Linked DNA regions of Oryctolagus cuniculus: region 1 is linked to region 2. A link is a contact called in public Micro-C data. All regions are on one chromosome and are shown on one strand. The core of a region is the stretch at or near the end of the contact, and the rest is flanking DNA. Distances in the headings are between cores, read along the strand shown. Region 1 holds the start of AASDH (aminoadipate-semialdehyde dehydrogenase). Region 2 holds the start of SPINK2 (serine peptidase inhibitor Kazal type 2).

Evidence for each region. Hi-C and Micro-C count contacts between places; a contact is called where the count stands out from the background.
Region 1: a Micro-C map of ear pinna shows a contact between it and region 2, with 2.5 times the contacts expected there. The contact joins the promoter of AASDH here to the promoter of SPINK2 in region 2. A contact is called at or near these places in 2 of 6 Hi-C or Micro-C datasets (ear pinna and an unstated tissue).

The regions. Positions count from the first base shown.
Region 1 is chr8:108,158,864-108,164,740 of mOryCun1.1, forward strand. AASDH (aminoadipate-semialdehyde dehydrogenase) reads left to right here and starts at 2,966. Exons shown (of 16, transcript XM_070048081.1): 1 at 2,966-3,056; 2 at 3,831-4,018; 3 at 4,646-5,091. The coding sequence starts at 4,847.
Region 2 is chr8:107,823,316-107,829,241 of mOryCun1.1, forward strand. SPINK2 (serine peptidase inhibitor Kazal type 2) reads left to right here and starts at 2,977. Exons shown (of 4, transcript XM_051820245.2): 1 at 2,977-3,135; 2 at 3,678-3,721. The coding sequence starts at 3,081.

The DNA.
Region 1 (5,877 bases), core at 1,716-4,215, 340 kb after region 2:
CTCTCTCCCCGTGCCCCTGCCTACAAAGCTCAGAAATTGGGTTCTGGAAAGAGGGCAACTGAAAGGACTGGAAGTTCACTTGGGAATGAGTTAAATCCTACACCACCCTCGGCCTGAGCTGAAGACGGGATTCCTTGTATTGGAGGACACCAGACACATTTCTTTTTTAAAGATTTATTTATTTATTTGAAAGGCAGTTACAGAGAGAGAAGGAGAGCAAGAGATCTTTCATCTGCTGGTTCACTCCCCAAATGGCCTCAGTGGCTGGGGCTGGGCCAAACCAAAGCCAGGTCTCCCATGTGGATGGCAGGGGCCTGACACCTGGCCATCTGCTGCTGCCTTCCCAGGCACATCAGCAGGGAGCTGGATGGGAAGTGGAGCAGCCAGGACTTGAAACCTCTGACATGGAATGCCAATGTTGCAGGGCCTTACCCGCCGCACAACACCTGCCCCTTCAACTTTATGAGAGTAGACAATGCTCCTGCAGTCCTGTTCAGAGCCAAGGGCATGTACTGACGACTTTCACCAAACGCTTCATGCTGTCACACCATCAGATGTTAGTAGATCTACTCCCCAGCCAGCCAAGGTCTGGGCATCAACGTCACACAATCCAGAACTCCCAGGGAAGCCTGCGTGGGTTTTATCTCCAACATCTGTGTTGACCCCAGCTTCAGTCTTTGCTGTGGACAAATTAGCAAGACAGTGGATCCCACCAGGAAAGCGCTGCGGGTCTGCCTTCTGAATCTTCTGGGAGCCATCCAACAGTGACCAATCAACCAGCACCCTTCCAGCCTCTGCCACCTCACTGATGCAGGATTCCAGCTCTTCCTGCACGGTAAGCGCTCCCAGTGCAGCCAGCCCAAGCCATTAGTAGGAAGCTGGATGAAAAGCAGAGCGACCAGCATGCAAACCAGCTATGGGACACTGGCATGGCAGGTGGCGGCTTAACCCCCTGTACCACAATCCTGGCCCCACCAGACACTTTAAACAGGAGAATGAAGTGGAAAATTAGAGACACCGCACCCTCTGCAACTCTCTGCTTCCACTTGATTTTCAACAAAACTTGTCCCTGAACTCAAGAACTTATAATCAGCTTTTAAGTATGTGCGATCGCTGGAGGACGTAGGGTCTAATTGGATACAGAGGGCAAGAAAGAGGTGAGGCTGTTAACCAGCCATCTGGGTGGATGACGGTGTCCTCTCCAAATAGAAAAACAGACAAGATACATCTTGGGGGACCCCTCCCCCCAATAGGTCATGTTAGTTTTAATAGCCATGGCATATCCTGGTTGTAGGGGATGCTGCTCCCCCCCCCCCCCGCCCCAGAAGAGCACCCCTGGGGGTGGTCTCTGGGTTAGTCCCCTGCCAGGATAAGCATCTTAAGTGGGGTCTGGTGGGGAGGGCCCACGCACGCCTAATGCAGCTGCAGCTCCTAAAATACTGGCCTATTTGGCCCATCGTGCCACAAGCTATTTAAGGCGCACTGCAGCCCGGCTGTGCAGATTCCGGACCAAGGGCGGCCCTCGGGCCCTCCCACAGGAGTTTCCCAGTGGTTTCTCTGGAGGGACATTACGAGTGAACCCTTTTGGGCTTCGGGCTCCCGCAGGGCGACACTGGTCAAGAAAGGTGGTCGGGAAGTGGAGAAGTTTCCCAGATTCCTGCAAAACGTTTTTTGGTCATAACTGAGAATGAGAGCGCACCCCGTTCTTTCCTTACTGAGCTGCCATCTCTCACGCCTTGCGCTCCCACATGCTCCCCCCCAAAACCGGCAGAAAACACCTCTGCTTGCTTCTGGTTCCACACCCAAACCTCAGGGCACCGCTTTATTGCCCTGGACGCCTACTGTAGCAACTCAGGTGTCGCCCATGAGGGCAACTCCCTTGCTCGACTCTGCCCGCCCCGCCCGCGCAGCTTATGGAACTCGCCACTTCGGACCTGCCTTATTTTCTCTGGAGATCCTACTCAAAGCTGCACATCCTACCGTTTTTGCTGCATTTAAAGTGAGCCGTGGCCTGGCCTGGGTCGCTCTGTCCTCTGTTTTTTCTGGCCAGTTGCATTGCTATCTACTCAAAAACTAGCCCTGTAAGAGTGTTATCGGTAAGGACTGTTCACATTAAGCTCCGTAACCTTGCTTGTTCTGGCTTCCGTAACAAGTGCTTGCCTTTGTCCTGAGCTCCCAACAGGATGTGGTTGACCCCTGGCCTGCATCGACTGGGGAGCACACGTCCCCGTGCAGCCGCCGGCTTTCAGAAACAGACTCCACGATTCGCCCCGAGGCTTTGGCGCCTTCTGGAACTCGCTGTTCACATCTGCTTCTCGACTTCAGCCCGGGGCGGCTGTTGTAGAGCAGCTGTTAGGCAGAGGTTGGGGACGCGCGCCTCGCCTGTGGCAGGGGCTGGGCTCGAGCCCGGCTCCGGTTCGTTTCCTGCTCATGCTTCCCGGGACGTAGCAGGTGATGGCTCTGCGTTCCTGGGCGTCCGTCCCCCACGGAGGAGGCCCTGGCTGGGGCTGGCATCCGGGGAGCTAACCAGCAGATGGAGGATCTCTCTGCCTTATTTCAAATATGTATTAAATGTCCGCTTCACGATGACAAGGAGTCCGTGTGCAGGCGCCACAAATGTCGAGAGCTTGGAGTGCGCTCACTCCAGTTTTTCACGATGATTTCCCCTTTCTTCATATCCACCCTAGGGGGATTTTTATTACCACCTCATCTGCGGTTGAAAACCCAAGAACCTTGCCCAGGGTTTCAAGGCAGCGAATACAGAGGATGCGGTTCCAAGCCGATCAATTCCAAAGTCCTACAGATCCCGTCCCAGACCCAGCGTGACCAGCGCAAGCGGCTGAGCCGAGGACCGTCAGCTAACAAGCCTGCTGCGGCTGTCAGCTACCTCTGCGCCACAGCTCCGGGATATGGCCCACAGCCCTGAGGCGCGCGCGCGCTGACGTCAACGCGACGACGCCGGAGACTGACGTAAGGGCCGCGCGACGGGGTGAAGTGATTCCGGAAGTGCTGTTGAAGGGCGGGGGGAAGGTCTGGATGGGCTGAGACTTCCGCCGGTGAGACCCTGAGCGGGTCGCGGCGGGGTGTGGTGTCCGGCGAGGGGTTTGTGCGTCGGAAGCCGCGTGGGCGAGACCTAAGCCGGCTGCGGCGCGGGCTTGCGCGGGGTCGCGGGCGCTAGTGTGCGGGTCGGTGCGGGCTGTGCGCTGTCTGCGAGTCACCTGGCTCCCGCGCTCAGGGGGAAGTGCACCTGCTCCACACGGGGCGGTGGTGTTAAACGCGGTCGCAGGATGTGCGTTAAGCAGCAGCTGGGTAAGGGAAAATTAAGTTTCTAGCTTTATTTTATATTCACAGTGAAAATCAAAAACCGAGACAACACTGGATTTTGGCTAAATTCTCTACCAACCACTGGGAAACTGGAAATTAAAATTAGAAAAACATCTTAATTGTATAGATAAGTGTGATGTGAGTGTAGTTTGTCATTTAAATGATACTTTCTGTAAGAATTCATATTATAATCCTGCCCATTCATTAATATCAAATAAGCTTTAAAATATATTGATGAGGTTATTCTGATGTGGAAAATTAACTTCATGTTGGTACGTTCAAGGAAGATAAGTGGCTTTTGCAAGTGGACTCGGTTTTTATAAAAATGCCTCAATGGGATAGATTCCGTGTGTAGACGATTTGATAGGCACGTGCTGGAGTGGGTGGCAGAAGCATTAACTGGATTGTGAAGTAAACGCCTCTCCTACAGTTCTATGTGCTGTAGACAACCATTCCTACATGATCATTCGTATGTCTAAGGAAAGCTGAAAATCTGTCTTGGACAGGCCAAAAAGAAGTGCTTGGAGCAATGCTTACTAAAAACCACCACTGAGGTTCTCTGGTATTGCTGAGGTTTGCATCCAGAAGTCCTGCATCTTCAAAGTTTGAGTCTCTGCAGGTGTTCATTGTATACTCCTGAGAAGGTTCTTAGTTTCCGACTGATGTTAATGACCTGGCTGAATATTTTGACTCGGTAAGGAAATTGGCCCAAATAAATATGAGCAAATAAACTTCAGGATTGTCAGTGGGCTCCTTGATAAATCTTACTTGTTTTGAAATCTGGAACTAAGATTCTGGGGTAGGGGGTGATCACCTTCAAGGAAGGTTTTTGTTATCGTCAATCCTTAATGTTTCTCTGAAATACTGTTCCAAATGTTCTTGTTATAGACTCTTTATTGAGTTGTAATACTGTATTTAGGGGGTAAATCTAAACTTGGCAATTTAAGAATCAAACAAGGCTATGAATAAAACTATAGGAGTGTGACCTCTAAAGTGCTGTAATAAGTGCTGAAAAAGCACTCTTCTCATGTATAACAGTCTACAACTGGTTGGGTAGAAGGTAGGATTTTTTTTTTCCCCCAACAGAGATGCATTTTGCCTTCATTCGCATCTGAACTTAAAAGCAGACTTTATTTCACTAGTTGTTTCAAAGTCACTATATAGGATTTTGACAGTCTTAATCTTCCTATAACTGTAAGGAAAAATGTGCTGCTTTAAACGTGGTTTTATTGGTTGATTATATAGATTTTTCACACTGTGATCAGTTGACGTCTACACTGTTTGCATTGTCATCTGTTCTATCGTTCCTTTCTTTTTCAAGCTCTGACCCAGTGTTTGAAGTGACTGCATCAGATTCATTTTGGCCTCATTAGTCCCCAGAGTTATGCACGTTTCTTAAGTTCATAGACTATTCAGTTCCATGTCTGTCTTTGATAGTTTTACAAGGAGTGACCACAGAGAAGCTTCGCTCCCGATGTTTCTCTTCATACATAGTTCTCTGCTGTAGATGAACGGTGTCTAGATGCACGTTCGTGAAATGACTCTTCAGGAATTGGTGCACCAGGCCGCCTCCCTCTATTCGGACAGAATAGCCGTGTGTTTTGATGAATGCAACAACCAGCCTCCAGTTTATTACACCTATAAGACTGTGGTTACTGCTGCCTCAGAATTATCCAGTTTCCTGCTGTCACACTGTGACTTTGACGGAATTCGGGAAATTGGTCTCTACTGCCAGCCGGGAATAAACGTGCCCTCTTGGATTTTAGGGTAATATTTCTTTTTTCTTTACCTCTCAAAATCTTGAGTTACAGACAGTGAGAGGGAGAGACAGGTCTTCCATTGGTTCACTCCCCAGATGGCAGCAATGGCCAGAGCTGCGCTGGAGCTTCCTCCAAGTCTCCCCTGTGGGTGCAGGGGCCCAAGCACTTGGGCCATCTTCTACTGCTTTCCCAGGCCATAGCAGAGAGCTGGACTGGAATAGGGGCAGCCAGGACTAGAACTGGTGCCCACATAGGATGCCGGTGCTGCAGATGGAGGATTAACCTACTGCGCCACGGCGCCGGCCCCAAGGGTAATATTTCTTACTACTATAAATTTGATACTACCTTAAATTCATAACTTTGTAATTTATAGAATATGTTACAAGGTACTATTCTGTTGACAGTTGGATTTTTTTCTGTAGTTTGGTTAATTCTAGAGAGGCTAAAGGAGTTGACATCTCTCCTAGTGTTATGTGTAATCATTTGAATTAATTAATTTGAGCTTATTTAGGAGACACTAGAAATTTTCACTTGGCGCCTTTAAAAATGTCCAGATTCTAAAGGCTCTTCTTTGTCAGAGGAAAATAATTATAATTTGTAGTTAGACAACATAAGGATTTGAGAAGTAACATATTTTTTCTCTTGGAAGTCAAAGTTTAGGAGCTCATGCATTCAGTGGAGGGATGAATGAGAGTATTGGGTCATGATCCATAAAAGCTGAAAGACCATTGGAAGATCCTTAAACAATACCTATAAAATGTTCAGTCTCCTTAATTATTCCTGTCAATGTATT
Region 2 (5,926 bases), core at 1,727-4,226:
ACAGCCATCTGGTTCCCCTGCCCTGAGCCCTTCCTGCCAGGGCCTGGTCCTCCCAGTTCCCTTTGCTACCTGGACCCCGGAGGGTTGCCCTCTCGGCATGCCACCTGTTGCTCCCTTTCTGATTCTCACTTCGCCAGTACTAGTTTAGCCTACTTTTTTCTTCTTAATTTTTTTATTGTTTGTATTTATTTGAAAAAGAAAGAGAGGGCGAGACCTACAGCCAGCTGGTTCAATCCCCAATGCCCACAACAGCCAGGGCTGAAGCTAGGAGCCTGGAATTCAATCTGGGTCTCCCACATGGGTGGCACTGACTTAATTACTTGAGCTGTCACCTGCTACCTCCCAGGGTCTGGTCTACATTAGCAGGAAGCTGGAATTTGGAACTGGGACTCAAACCCAGGCACTCTAACATGGGATATGGGCCTCCCAACAGGCAGTAGCTGCTAGGCCAAATGCCTGTCCCAAAGTATTTTTCTTCCCTAAACTTCTCATGAAGTTACTGGATAGCCCCAAAAGCTGTATTCAGAATCAGTGCATGCTTTCAAAGGGAGCTTCTCAAGGAAGAAGACTTGAAAACTCGAGGCACTGTTGGGGAGTGGTGATGCATGCGTATTTTTTTAGGATAAACTTCTCTTTTAATGCATTTTTAACGTTTAATTCTTTTTTTTTTAAAGATTTATTTATTTATTTGAAAGGCAGAGTTACACACACACACACACACACACACACAGGTCTTCCATCTGCTGGTTCACCCTCCAAATGGCCGCAACGGCCAGAGCTGCACTGATCCGAAGCCAGGAGCCAGGTGCTTCCTCCAGGTCTCCCACATGGGTGCAGGGGCCCAAGGACTTGGACCATCTTCCACTGCTTTCCCAGGCCATAGCAGAGAGCTGGATCGGAAGAGGGGCAGCTGGGACTAGAACTGGCAGCCATATGGGATGCCGGCACTGCAGGCAGAGGCTTAGTCCACTATGCCACAGCGCCAGCCCCTGCATATTGTGCTTCCAACCTTTTAAATGCTCTACCGAAGTTGTAGAATTTACTAGTTATATATATATATATGTGTGTGTATACACACACACACACATACCCTCTTACAAATTCTTAAACATTTCCTGCTTTTTCATGCAAGACCGGAGAGAACAAAATTCGTTAATTGTGTTGTGACTGCCAGCACGTGTTAAGTAACAACTTGGAGAGTCACGTGGGGACCCACCAGGCGTTGGCTGAGCACCAGGAGGTCCTGCAGGCACATGGAAAGCAGCACTTGGACAAGGACAGAGTCCTGGTGTAGCACTTAATCCTGCAGGGGCAGGACACGGTGCTGGTGGAACAGTGCCCCGGACCCCGTGGTGCTGCCTCTGGAGCTTGGGGGGGAGTGGGATGCGGCATAGTGGGGGTAGGTCATTGCTCTCCCATTCCAGGTGCCCAAGGTCTGGAAGACGTGGATCCCATGCACCTAGACTCAGCTATAAGGGGCTGGCGCTGTGGCTCGGCGGGTTCACGCCATATGGGATGCCGGTTCAAGACCCGGCCGCTCCACTTCCCATCCAGCTCTCTGCTGTGGCCTGGGAAAGCAGTGGAGGATGGCCCAAGTCCTTGGGTCCCTGCACCCATGTGGGAGACCTGGCGGAAGCTCCTGGCTCCTGGCTTCGATCAGCACAGCTCTAGCTGTTGCGGTCAACTGGAGAATGAACCAGTGGATGGAAGACCTCTCTCTGTCTCTCTCTGCCTCTCCTTCTCTCTGTATAACTCTTTCAAATAAATAAATAAATCTTAAAAAAGAAAACCCAGCTGTGGCTGGACCTGTGGGTGCATCATATGGTCTTGGTAAGCTTCAGTTCTTCTTAGCCGTTTGCTTGGGTTCACACAGGTAGCTTCCTAGTGGTTTGTTGCATTCTGTGGGCATTCCTTTCCTTTAGGTAAATTAAGCTCTTAAGTCCATAGAACCCCCTCTATTCATTCATCAACATCTCCGGGTGCTGGCTATGCAGCATAAACCAACAAGAATCACTCTCCTTTTGGAGTTTACCTGGGAGAGGAGGATCGTGAACAGAACTCAAGTTGGCGCTGGCGCTGTGGTGCAGAGGGTTAAGCCACCATCTGCCTCTCCGCATTCCATATGAGAGCTGATTCCAGTACCCACTGATCCACTTCCCATCCAGCTCCCTGCTAACACGCCTGGGAAGGCAGCAGAGGATGGCCCAAGCGCTTGGGCCCCTGCACCTATGTAGGAGACCAGGAAGAAGTTCCAGGCTCCTGGCTTCAGCCTGGCTCCGCCCTCGACATTGCAGCCATCTGGGGAGTGCACCAGGGGATGGAAGATCTCTGTCTTACAGAGACGTTTGAGAGCTGCCTTTCAAATATATAATACATTTATAAAAAATAATTCGGCCGGCACTGCGGCTCACTAGGCTAATCCTCCGCCTGCGGTGCCAGCACCCTGGATTCTAGTCCTGGTTGGGGAGCTGGATTCTGTCCCAGTTGCTCCTCTTCCAGTCCAGCTCTCTGCTGTGGCCCAGGAAGGCAGTGGAGGATGGCCCAGGTCCTTGGGCCCTGCACCTGCATGGGAGACCAGGAGGAAGCACCTGGCTCCTGGCTTCAGATCGGCACAGCGCCCCGGCCGGCCGTAGTGGCCATTTGGGGGGTGAACCAACGGAAAAGGAAGACCTTTCTCTCTGTCTCCCCCTCACTGTCTAACTCTGCCTGTCAATAAATAAATAAATAAATAAAATCTTTTTAAAAAAGCAAATAATAAATCCTTAAAAGTCTTCCCCAGGCGTTCTCACCCTTACAGCTCCGAGTCTAGCGTTGAGACCACTTCTCATCTCCCAGGCAAAGCCTTCTCCGGCCCCGCCCAGCCCCGCCCATCGCCCATTGCCCCGCCCCAGACCCGCCCATCTCGCCCCAGCCCAGCCCCTGCCCGGCCCCGCCCTCCTCGCTGCCCAGCCCTTCGCCCCTCCCCAGACCCGCCCTGCTCGCCGCCCCGCCCACCGCCCCGCCCCCAGCCCCGAGCTCCCGGTGCGCGTGGCGCCGTCCGCGGGGTCCGCGCAGTCCCGGCGGCCCACGACGTGGGGAGGATGGCGCTCGCGGAGCTGCGCTTGGTGCTGTTGCTCTTGGCCGGGGCCCTGGCAGGTAGCGCTCCCTGAGGGCCAGGCGAGCAGCCACCCGCGCCGGGGCGCCTCGGGGGGAAGCATCGGGCCGGCGCCGCGCTGTCCCGGCTCCGGGAGATTTAGGCCACCGGCCCCGCGCGCCCGTTAGTGGCGGTTCCCCGCCGTGGGCGCTGCCCCGAGGACCCGGCGGCGCCCCTTGGTTGGTAGCCGGCTGGGCCAGCCGCTGCTTCAGCGTGTGCCCCCGTCTGCTCGTGGTGTCTTGGAGCAGGGTGGTTGTGCCCAGGCCCGCGTGTTGGGTTTGTAGAGTCCGCGGGGGACGTCCGGGGCCTTGCAGTGGAGAGTGGCCCTGAGAAGGGGCCGAGTCTGGCCAGAGCCCGGGCGTGGGCCCCGGCTGCCGGGTCGGTTCTCCCCAGGTCGGGTGGGGACCGGAGTGGCCGTGCGTCCTGCGCCGTGGACAGCAGCCCGTGTGGGGGCGCTGGCTGGGGACGAGAGGAGGATGTGGCTCGAAGCTCACCAGCCGGCTCCGGCCCTGTTCTGTAATCTGCCTCTGTTTTCCTCTTTCAGCCTCTGCGGACTCTCAGTTCGGGCAGCCTTCAGAGTATAGAACAGTAAGTGGGAAACCACTCGCGTTTTCCTCGTGGACACCGGGAGACGCGAACCGCTTTGCTTGGGGGCTGGTGTTAGGGTCTGATCTGCCGTTTTACGAACTGTCGTCTGCTTTAGAAAGCCGGTGCTCGCTGGCCCATCTTGTCCCTCCCTCCCTCTCTTCCCGCCCCCCTTTCCTTCCTTCCTTTCAATAAATGCATTTACTGAATTTTTTCAAAGATTTATTTATTTGAAAGGCAGTTACAGACACCACCCCCTATCCTCCACCCCCAGAGAGAGAGAGAGAGTTTTCATCCACTGGTTCATTCCCCAAATAGCCACAATGACCCAGGCTGAGCCATGCCACAGCTAGGGGCCTGGAACTCCATCTGGGCCTTCCATATGGGTGACGGGGCCCCAAGTACTTGGTCCCTCTTCTGCTGCTTTCCCAGGCGCAGTAGCAGGAGGTTGGCTCGAGATGGAGCAGCCGGGACTCGAACCCTCATCCATGTGGGATGCTGGTGTCGCAGGCAGGGGCAGCCGGCTAACCCTTTGGATTCAGATAGGAGTGTAACTTTTCCTTGAAAGTAGTTCAGTCTTCACTGGCCTCAGAGCTGTGCTTGCTTTTTTGTCTTCTCTAGTAATTCAAGAAGTCCATGGCTGGAGAGTTGTGCTTTATCACATCAATCTGTGGGTGTCAATGGCACAGCGCTCCCAGGAGAACAAGCCAAGGCTGTTTACTGAGAGCTTGCAGAGCAAGGGAGCAGCCTGGTATGGGAGAGGGACAGGCGCGGGTCATGCCGAGCAGCCATGGGGCTTTCCATGTCAGGCAGCCTCCGGCTGGCCTTAAGGTGGAGTCAAGGACGAAAGGTAGGAAGCGCCGTCGGTTCAGGAAGTCCCGGCCTTCTGGTGCTGATTGCTGTCTGGCTTCCTGGCCTGTTGCTGGCGGGAGCCGCCTGGCTTCCTCGAAGGCTGACTTGGGCTGGTTTTGCTATGCTGCGGCTTAGTTTCCCGGGCAGGTGGCTACAGTTCTTTTTCTACGAGGAGTGTTTCAAGAATGTTATGGGAAAGGTGTATTATGAACAAGCTATGCATGGACTTCAAAAAGTTTGCACCGAAGTTAGCTTATTTGTTTTTGTTTTAAGATGTATTTATTTGAAAGGCTGAGAGACAGAGGGAAAAGGGAGACAGATCTTCTCACTCCTCAAATGACCACAACTCTGCGCCAGCTCTGGGCCAGGCTGAAGCCAGCAGCCAGGAACTCCATGTGGGTCTTGGATGTGGGTGGCAGGGGCCCAAGGACTTGGACCATCTTCCACTGCCTGCCCGCAAGCATTAACAGGAACCTGGATTGAGTGGAGTACCAGGACTTGAACCTGTACTCTGATGTGGGATGGTGGCACGGTAGGCAGTGGCTTAACCTGATGAGCCACAGTGCCAGCCCCAAGCCTGTCTTTTAGTCGCATTTTCTGTGACCTTTTTCAAGTCCCCTTGGAGGATCTGGTTGTTACCTGTCTGCGCATTCAGTCTCCATTCTCACGGTGACCTTGTCAGATAGCTGTTGCTGGATTAACATCAGCGGGTTAAGCCACTGCAGGTGTTTGGGCGGTAGTTGACCTCTTCCAGGAAGGCTTCCAGCCCTGCGTCCTTCCTCCAAAGCACACAGACATGCACTTTCTCTGTGCTGCTGTTGAATACGGTGCCGTCATCACCGTGGCACCCATGTGCCCCGCCCTGTTCCACATGCTTTCTGTGTTCCATCTTTGCTAACACTGTGAGGTGGGCATGATTACCCCGTGGTGAGGGTCACTTGGGTATTATAGAACCAAACTTCCAGTCCAGGCAGTCTGACTGCGGGTCCTGTGCTTCTCACTACCCCGGCCTGGAACTGAATTGTGATTCCTCATTCACCTGTCTCCCGGCAAGGAAGCCACACTGCAGGGGTCAGACATGATGGCCCGCAGGGCCCAGTTCTCAGCTCCCTGTGGGTGCCCAGTAGTGCTCTTGGGTCACGTGACTCAGTTACCTTGGGTCTGGTCTCCTTTCAGAAAAAGAATCCCCCTGCCTTTGTCTCGGGGTGAGGTGAGTGTGGTGCCCACGGTGTGTGAAGTGTGAGGACATGGTCCCACTCAGGAGGCAGGGCAGGTGCGCAGGGCCTGCCCGGTTTAGAAGGATTATTAAAAGGGTGACTCACCAGGGAGCTCCTTGGTTTTTCCTGTCCATTTCCA